Regions from separate parts of the Zea mays genome. Here all the other regions are linked to region 1. Evidence: chromatin contacts called from public Hi-C data. All regions are on one chromosome and are shown on one strand. The core of a region is the stretch at or near the end of the contact, and the rest is flanking DNA. Distances in the headings are between cores, read along the strand shown.

Evidence for each region. A called contact is a pair of places that touch in the nucleus more often than the background predicts.
Region 2: a Hi-C map of tassel shows a contact between it and region 1, with 2.0 times the contacts expected there. The contact joins the promoter of LOC103632711 here to the promoter of LOC100280930 in region 1. A contact is called at or near these places in 3 of 25 Hi-C or Micro-C datasets (bundle sheath, ear and tassel).
Region 3: a contact with region 1 is called in a Hi-C map of tassel, with 3 times the contacts expected there. The contact joins the promoter of LOC100193535 here to the promoter of LOC100280930 in region 1. A contact is called at or near these places in 2 of 25 Hi-C or Micro-C datasets (ear and tassel).

What each region holds. Positions count from the first base shown.
Region 1 is chr7:111,916,963-111,919,551 of Zm-B73-REFERENCE-NAM-5.0, forward strand. It overlaps LOC100280930, which reads right to left and starts at 1,284. Exons shown (of 6, transcript NM_001366637.1): 1 at 269-1,284; 2 at 78-154. The coding sequence starts at 1,271.
Region 2 is chr7:111,576,947-111,579,535 of Zm-B73-REFERENCE-NAM-5.0, forward strand. LOC103632711 (monoacylglycerol lipase) reads right to left here and starts at 1,311. Exons shown (of 7, transcript XM_008654456.4): 1 at 651-1,311. The coding sequence starts at 1,081.
Region 3 is chr7:111,654,470-111,657,058 of Zm-B73-REFERENCE-NAM-5.0, forward strand. It overlaps LOC100193535 (Annexin D5), which reads left to right and starts at 1,313. Exons shown (of 7, transcript NM_001138646.2): 1 at 1,313-1,484. The coding sequence starts at 1,409.

The DNA of each region.
Region 1 (2,589 bases), core at 34-2,533:
GATGGAGGTGAATTCGTTCGGAGCCCAGAGTTTCGGAGATGGTTGGTTGGCAATGGCCGAAGTGCTAGCGCGCGTACCTGGAGATGGCTCTTGACGTGGGCTAGGGTCAGATCCTTCACGTCCATGAGCTCCAGCACCGACTTGGGCGTAGCCCCTGCAGGCGAGGGAGAGGGAGATATATTTATTTTGAGAACAGGGATCGGAGGACGGGGATCGGAGGTGTAATTCAGCCGTGGTTGCTGTTGTTCGGGGGCCGGGGGGCACGCACTCTCGTGGCCTCCGAGGAGCTCGACGGCGTGGACGAAGCGGGCGTGGAGCGTGCTCGTCCACCGCATGCGCGGCGCGCGCATGCTGCGCTTGGCGGGGAGCTTGGGCATGAACCGGGAGCCCAGGCCGAACGGCTGCGCGCCGTGGAGGTGGTGGTGGTGGTGGTGGTGCCCGCCGACGATGCCGCCCAGTCCGCCGACGCCGCCAGCGCCGTAGCCGCGGAGGGTGTCGGTGAGCATGCCGTTGAGCCGGCCCGATGCCGACAGCATCCGGTGGTGGTGATGCGCGGCCGGGGACAGGAACGCCGCCGACGCTGGGTCCAGCAGCGGGGACGGCGGCGTGCCCGGCGCGAGCGGCGACGGCGACGGCGACGTGGAGCCGAGCGACGAGGGCCACGTGCTCGGGTGGTACGAGCCGTAGAACCCGAGCTTCTGCTGCTGCTGGTGGTGGTGGAGGGGGGCGCCGTCGGCCCCGGAGGCCGGCGGAAGGAACGGGAAGCCCCCCGGGCCGTTGTAGATAGGTATCCCTCGGATTGGCAGCGCCACCGACGCTCCCCCTCCTGCGCCGGCGCCGGCGCCTAGCCCGCCCCCGCCGTCCAGCGGCTGAAGCATCGGCATGGCGGGCATCAGCGTGGCGCCCGCCGACGTGGTGGCCGCGGAGGACGCGGCCGCCGCCGACGGCCGGTGTCGCCACGGCAGCGCGTCCGCGTGCTCCTGCTCGACCGGCGGCGACAGGGACAGCTCCGTGGACGCTGTGGACCCGTTCAGCCTCCGCCACGGGTCTCCCCCGGCGCCTCCTCCTCCTCCCGTTCCTCCCCCCACGGCGGCGCGCCTGCCGGACGGGCCGGACCCCGCCGCGCTGCTAGGCAGGCTGATGTGCAGCGACAGGTCCGGCGACGCGGCCGAGCTCGCCTCCATCGCCCGCCGTCTACCTTCGGCTGACGCCCCTCTCTCCTGATCGCACGACGCTTGCAGTTCCCACCCCGCGGTCTCTCCTCTCTTCATGCCCGGCTAGCTTGGAGGAGGGCTCATGCGATTGATGGATATATACAAGAGGAGGAAGAGAAGGTTCTTGGTGTTGTGTGGAAGAGGGGGGGGCTCTCTTCTCTCGTTTGTGCTTCTGCTTTGGCCTTGGTGGGTGTCTGTGTCTCCAGTACTGGAGTTACTCTCTCCTCTCTTTCTCTCTCTTGTCAAGAAGATGACTGTGAGAGGCAACCAGGGATGAACTGGTCTCTTGTGCTGTTCCTCCTTATTGCTACTAGTATCATAAAAAGTTAGAGAGAGAGAGAGAGAGAGGGAAATAAAGGAGGAGGTAGCTAGGAAGCAAAGAAGGGGGGAAAAGAGAGAGAGAATATGAGATTATCTTGTTGTTAAGGAGGGGCAGGCATCACCATGTATGAGAAAATGACACTTAGGAGGCCATTGGAGTCAAAGGAACCATTGCTTTTGTCTCCACACCTGCATCTGGCCTCCTCACACAATAAAGACTGGACTGATAATTGTATACTATAGAAAAAAAATCGTACCTCCTGGAATTAAAAATCTGTGTTCATGTCCATGTAGGTATGTGTACTACTCCTGCTCCATATTGATATTGTAGGAGAAGACTGCATCTGATTTTTTTTCCCCTGTTTTGTTTTGCATGAGACGACTGACTGATGATGATCTGATTATTTTTTGGGGGACGAAAAGGCTGTCTGAGCTCGTGCGCCTGCTGGGATGCTTTATTTTTCCCCCCACGCCCCAGGGCTTGGGTTCCCCTTCCTCTTTCTCTCCCCACCCCTTGCTCTGTGGAGCAGTGCACCCTTTTTTTATGGGGGAGGGGCGGCCGGCCGGCCGGCCGGGGGTCGGGGGAGGACTGGAGGAGCAAGGCAAGGCAGGCAGACTTCTTCTCTCCCCAGTACTGCTTTCAGATTGGATGTATGTGTGTGTGTTGCAGTGGAGGGGAGAGGAGGAGAGCTCTAGGCCGGGCTCTCAGGCTCTTCAGTGACCAGCAGGTCCACATTCTGCAGTCACACCACCCGGCCTCTCTCATCAATTTGCAGTGCAGTCCCATAGTAAGCGAGTACTTTGTGTTTGTGCAAAGCGGTGAGTTTCCTGCCAGCTGCATGTGTCAAGGTGTGTGTGTGTGCTCCTGTCCTGGCTTCCCCCCTTCCTGTGTCCTGCTGCATGCTGCCCTGGCTGCCTGCCTTTTTCACTCGACGCATCGTCCTCTGCACGCTCTTTGCCACCACCACCACCACCCACGTCGACCTTTCTTCTTTCACGCTCGATACAACGCAATGCCGTTAAACCACTGCATCATCAAACAAAAATGCTTACA
Region 2 (2,589 bases), core at 61-2,560, 340 kb before region 1:
TTGATATCTAGAACATGCATACGTGTAGGCAACATGGCCTTGGTATTTGTAAATCAAGTCTACTTTGCTAGTGCATTCTTGTATCCATATCATCACTTGAAAAGGTACCAACAATGCACAATTCAAAGAAGAGCTGATACTAATCAAATCATCTAGGAAACTAGGATTCTTTCGATCATTACCAAATACCAATACAAACATGCAAAGAAATCTTCTAACCATTAGGTGTGAAGTGGGTCCAATAGAATACAGTCCCCAACAACATTTCCTTGTAGTAACCCCACTTTTGCATGATCTAATCCTAAAGAAGCTCCAGAAGAGACATGCAAGCTTCCGGCCCCAGTAGAACATAACATCGACATGTTTTCCAATCCCCTTCACTACAAGACAAACTGATTCCCCTAATGCAAACAGCAACAACAAAAAACAAAAGGATTTTAATCATGCACCTGCTCGATGCTACAAACACGGCAACACCACCAAACCATCTAACAGATCAATCCCGCCAAAATAACACGGTCCTAAATTATCTCAACATGTCAGGTTTGAATACCCAACCGCTCGATTTCATCACGTTCCAACACAGCTCGCACTTATATGATTCAAAAAAAGGAAGTCGCGGGTTAGTGGGGTAGGGCAGATGTGAATACTTGAGGCGATCGTCGGCGGCCGGAGTCCACGATTGCGTGAAGAGCGCGTCGCCCCTGGCGGTCTCGAACACGGCGAAATCCCTTCTGCTGCTCCTCCTCCTCGTCCCCGCCTCGTTCGCCTCCTCCTCGGCCTCCTCTCGCAGTCTCCGGATCGCCAGCTCCCGCCTCACCGTCGCGTCCATCTCCACCGCCGTCTTCTTCCCCGTGTCCCCTTCCACCACCACCACGTCCTCCTCCTCCCCCTCCCCTTCAGCAGCCGCAGAGGCCATCTCCGGAGCGGGCCGTGGTACCGCGAGACAGAGCCGCCGCCGCGGCTGATCCTGCGGCCGCGCAGCGGCAGGCAGCGTGACTAGGACGCGGACCACCGCCGTCCTCGACGGCCGGAGCGAGGGGAATGCCCCTGTCGGCGACGCCGCGGGTGGGGCCCACATGTCAGCGAGGCGCCGACTAGGCCGGAGGAGGGGGAGAAATGGAACTTTGGAAGCACGGAATGGGACAAGGGACAGGGCAAGGGATCTCGGAATAGAAGCTTCCCCGATGATGGTTATATAAGAAAGAAATCTCCCATCAATTCTTTCGCGCGGCCGTTATTATGCTCCCCCGAATTTTTTTATATAGACACACACGGAAAAAAATTTGGAATCCCTCACCCTCAACAGCGAGAAATTTGTGATTTTGCCACTCTCAATTTTGGTTGTCTGTTATTATGTCATCCCGTGTCTATGACTGGTGGGACCATCTGTGTCTATGATTTGTGGGTCCGATGGCATACTGGCGAAGCCCATAAATCATAATGGCAAAATTGCCAATGTCTCCCTCAACAGCGCTGGCCTAACCCAGGACGCGCGTCGACGTGAGTTTGACACGTAGGTCCAAGTGCGGGAGTTGAAGCGTCTTTGTTGGATGTCAGTGTATGTAGGTCAAAGTTCACCATCTCGTTTAAAACCCATATCTCGCTTATCCCCGAGAACAAGACACAGACGAAAACCGTCCAAAAGCCGCTAAACTCCAACGATTTGTAATTTTAATTTGAAAAACGGTTTTCAATGTTCTTGAGCGGTTTTCGGTAAAAACATGCTTGAGTTCGGATTAATGGTTCTAAAAGAACTCAATTTTCTGACACCAAAAGATAAATTTTTGAACAACAAATATATTTCTGAACTCCTTGAGCCCTCTATTTTTTATAAAAAAATTCATAATTTTTTATCAAGATTTTTTCAAATGAAATTAATGAAAAAAATCGTCAGAAACCAAAACCGTCTATCTACGGGAACGGGAAATATGGACGGAGATTTCCCGCACGAGATATCTAACCTTGATGTAGATGGACTTGAAAAGGGTATGTGCGGCAGTTTTCTTGGCATTGTATTTGCATGTGTCGTGGTTTTAGTGGAAGCGTAGTGGGCGAACATTGATGGCTAGTTTGGTGGACAGGTAAATAGAGGGGATCCATGGGTTGATTCAAACCCATGGACCCCCTTCATTTTCATGTCCACCAAACCAGTCCTAATGGTCCATTGGTTGCTGAAGGCTGCGTTTAGATGAGATACAAATCGAAATCTAGATTCTATATTATCTAGATTATACATTATCCCTATCTAGTTTGTTTGGATTGTAGATATTTGGAGCTTTATGTTCAACTTGTATTCCCTCATTGCCCCTACCTTATCTGATGTTGTTTGTGTTTCTCTGCAGAGTTCGATGCCATTTGTTCTAGTTAGTCTGGCCCATTCACTCTGGCACCAATCTCTGAAGTCCTTTGCCTTTACATAATGACACTTGTTAGAACTTTGATTGTGATGATAATCTTTAAAGAATGTGAGTAAAAGATTGTAGCTATACCAGTCTGCTATTTGTAGCCTCTCCTTTACCTTTGCCAGATTGGTTGGCAGTGGCAGAAGAAAATCGGTTGGCAATAGTAGAAGAAATTGGCAATCTG
Region 3 (2,589 bases), core at 63-2,562, 260 kb before region 1:
CTTATAATGATTTTGCATAACCCTATGATGTGTTGCATTTGTTCTCGCTGCTCGTCTATGTAAGCTTTAAGAGATTGGATTTCATTTGTCTCACTTACCTTGGGGGCAGCTGTAGCAGGTCGGACGGTCTACAACCAAGGGCTAGACGGTCGGCGGCCTGGCGCAGAGGTGAGAGTTCCCTGCTGACGAGCCGGACGGTCCGCGCGTGCACAGGGGCGGCGGCGTTCGCCAACAGCACCTGGATCTCGCTCCTGGGTGGAATCCCGTCGTGGAGGAGAGATTCTAGGGTTTGTGTTGGGATCGGCAGGCTACCCAAGACGTCTCTATAGGACGTAGAGCCGAAAATAGGTGAAGATTAGAGAGAGGAAGCTACGTTACTGTCTACTCCTACGGCAAAAGGTAAAGAACGGAAGATATATTGATTGTAGTTCTATTGTTGGTCATCGCAATCGGCTGTACCCCTTCATATATATAGGAGGAGGTATGTACCTGTTCCTAAGCGTCTCCCAACAGCAACCGCGGGTTTAGAGGGATAAACATGCGCGAAAAGGGATTAGTTACGCCTGATATGATCTAATTGCGGACCGTTCAGTCCTCTGGGCCGAACCGTCCGGCTGTGCCCAGTGGCACAAATGGTGCTCAACACATGCATCCCTGCCTTTTGGAGAAACTGAGCGAACCAAAAGCACTGGTGCAGGCTGGAATCAACTCGATGTGACAACATCAGTTTTAACATCTTGCCACAAATTAAGATGATATTGCTTTAGGAAACAACCATTCAACACCTTGTGCAAGCCTTTACCTTGCGATGTTTGCAACATGTAGGCGTTACGAGTTATTACCTGTGCAATATTTTAAGGACCTTCCCAACTTGACCGTCCACGCTTAAGGCCGGACCGTCCGGTCCTCAGGTCGGATCTTTCGGTCGTGTATAGTACCACAAATGATGCTTAATATTTAAAAATAATATATGACTTATTTTGACAAACATTTCTAACTGGACTAACTCTATTTTACAAGTTCATGACCTGTTTTGAAAGAGCTATCCATTCTAACAAATTAATTTACAGCAGAGAAACTGAAATGATGGGAGAGGAAAGCGGCAGAGCATGGTATGCACAAAACGTTTGCCTCCAACTATAAACGCGGCAACCCGAGAGGCCGCGACTGCCGAGGCAGGGTCTGGGGCCGGTCAGTGTTGTGCCGCCCGTTGAAACCACCACGTAACGTCTCGGACGGCTAGACGCGGTCCACGCTAGCTCCTTGCTATCTCCGTCCTACTCCTCCTCATACTTTACCGCAAAGCGCGCACCACGAATTGCACCTACCCATTTCGCTAATCTCCCTCCACGAGCCGACCAAATCGAATCGAATCGCGCGCAGCGCGCCCGCGCAGCGATTGCCGGCGATGGCGAGCCTCACCCTGCCGCCGGCGCCCCCCAACCCACGGCAGGACGCCATCGACCTCCAAAAGGCCTTCAAAGGTCCGCTACGCCACTAATTTCCCCTCGGCTTCTCGCCCAAATTACGGCTGCCCCACAATTCGTCGGGGTCAGCCGCGCCGTTGTTGTTTGATTCTCGTTTTCGGTCAGATACTGTGGCTGAATGGACAGGAGATTATTCTATGGGGCCGGAAACCGTCGTTGCTATTTGGTTGCCTGGCGGTTACCTTGATTTTCTGCGCATGCGAGTTTGGGGGGTGCGTCGAGGAGCTAGACGATGCTACAACAATTCCCTATTCCAGGGGGGGGGCTAGCTGGACTGGGTTCAGATTGCAGATGGGAAGGTGGTCGAGGAGGGTTATTGTTATTAGAGGCTTATATAGGCCATTGGAAATTTCCTGTGGTTGCTAGGTCAGTAATTGGGTAGCGATTGATCTGGATACAGTGATGGAAATTACGGTGATTATGACATCTTTTGTTTTATCTGACTATAATTTGGGGTCAAGCATGTAGTGGAGTAATACAAGGGAAACTCACCTGCAATTCTGGACGGTGTAGGTGCTATAGATTCCACATGTGTACCTGATAACTAAATTAGTGTACAGTGAACCGAGGGAAATGCATGGGTAACTATAAGTTTCACATACGGTGACTGAGGAAAATGTATAATAACTGTAAGGTACACACATATATATTAGAATTTATTTTTAATGAAAGTATGGTGGTCTTTTGTATGCTCTAACATGTGTGATTAAAGAATTCTGTGGTTAGCTGATATGCAAGTTGATGCATTTGTTAATTATTTTATTGTTTGGTTTATTTCTATTTTGTTACGCATTTCCTTTCCATAAACATTCCAATTTGCTCACAATACCTTAAGAGTGCTGTGCACCAACTGCCATAAAAAGGCCAAAAGACAGGTCAACTGCTTCTAGCCTTCCAGGAACTTATTAATAATCCCTCTGCTTTTTTTATTTAGTGTTTCTGACTTTTCATGGCTTAGATATGCGACTTTGACCATTACTTGTAACTTTATATCACTAAAATGTTGTAATTCTATATGTGTTTCTTGGGATGGTCTGTAACTATTAATTCAATGTGTTTTTTTTCTTGTATTTTTATCACAAAACAATTTATGATCTGATAT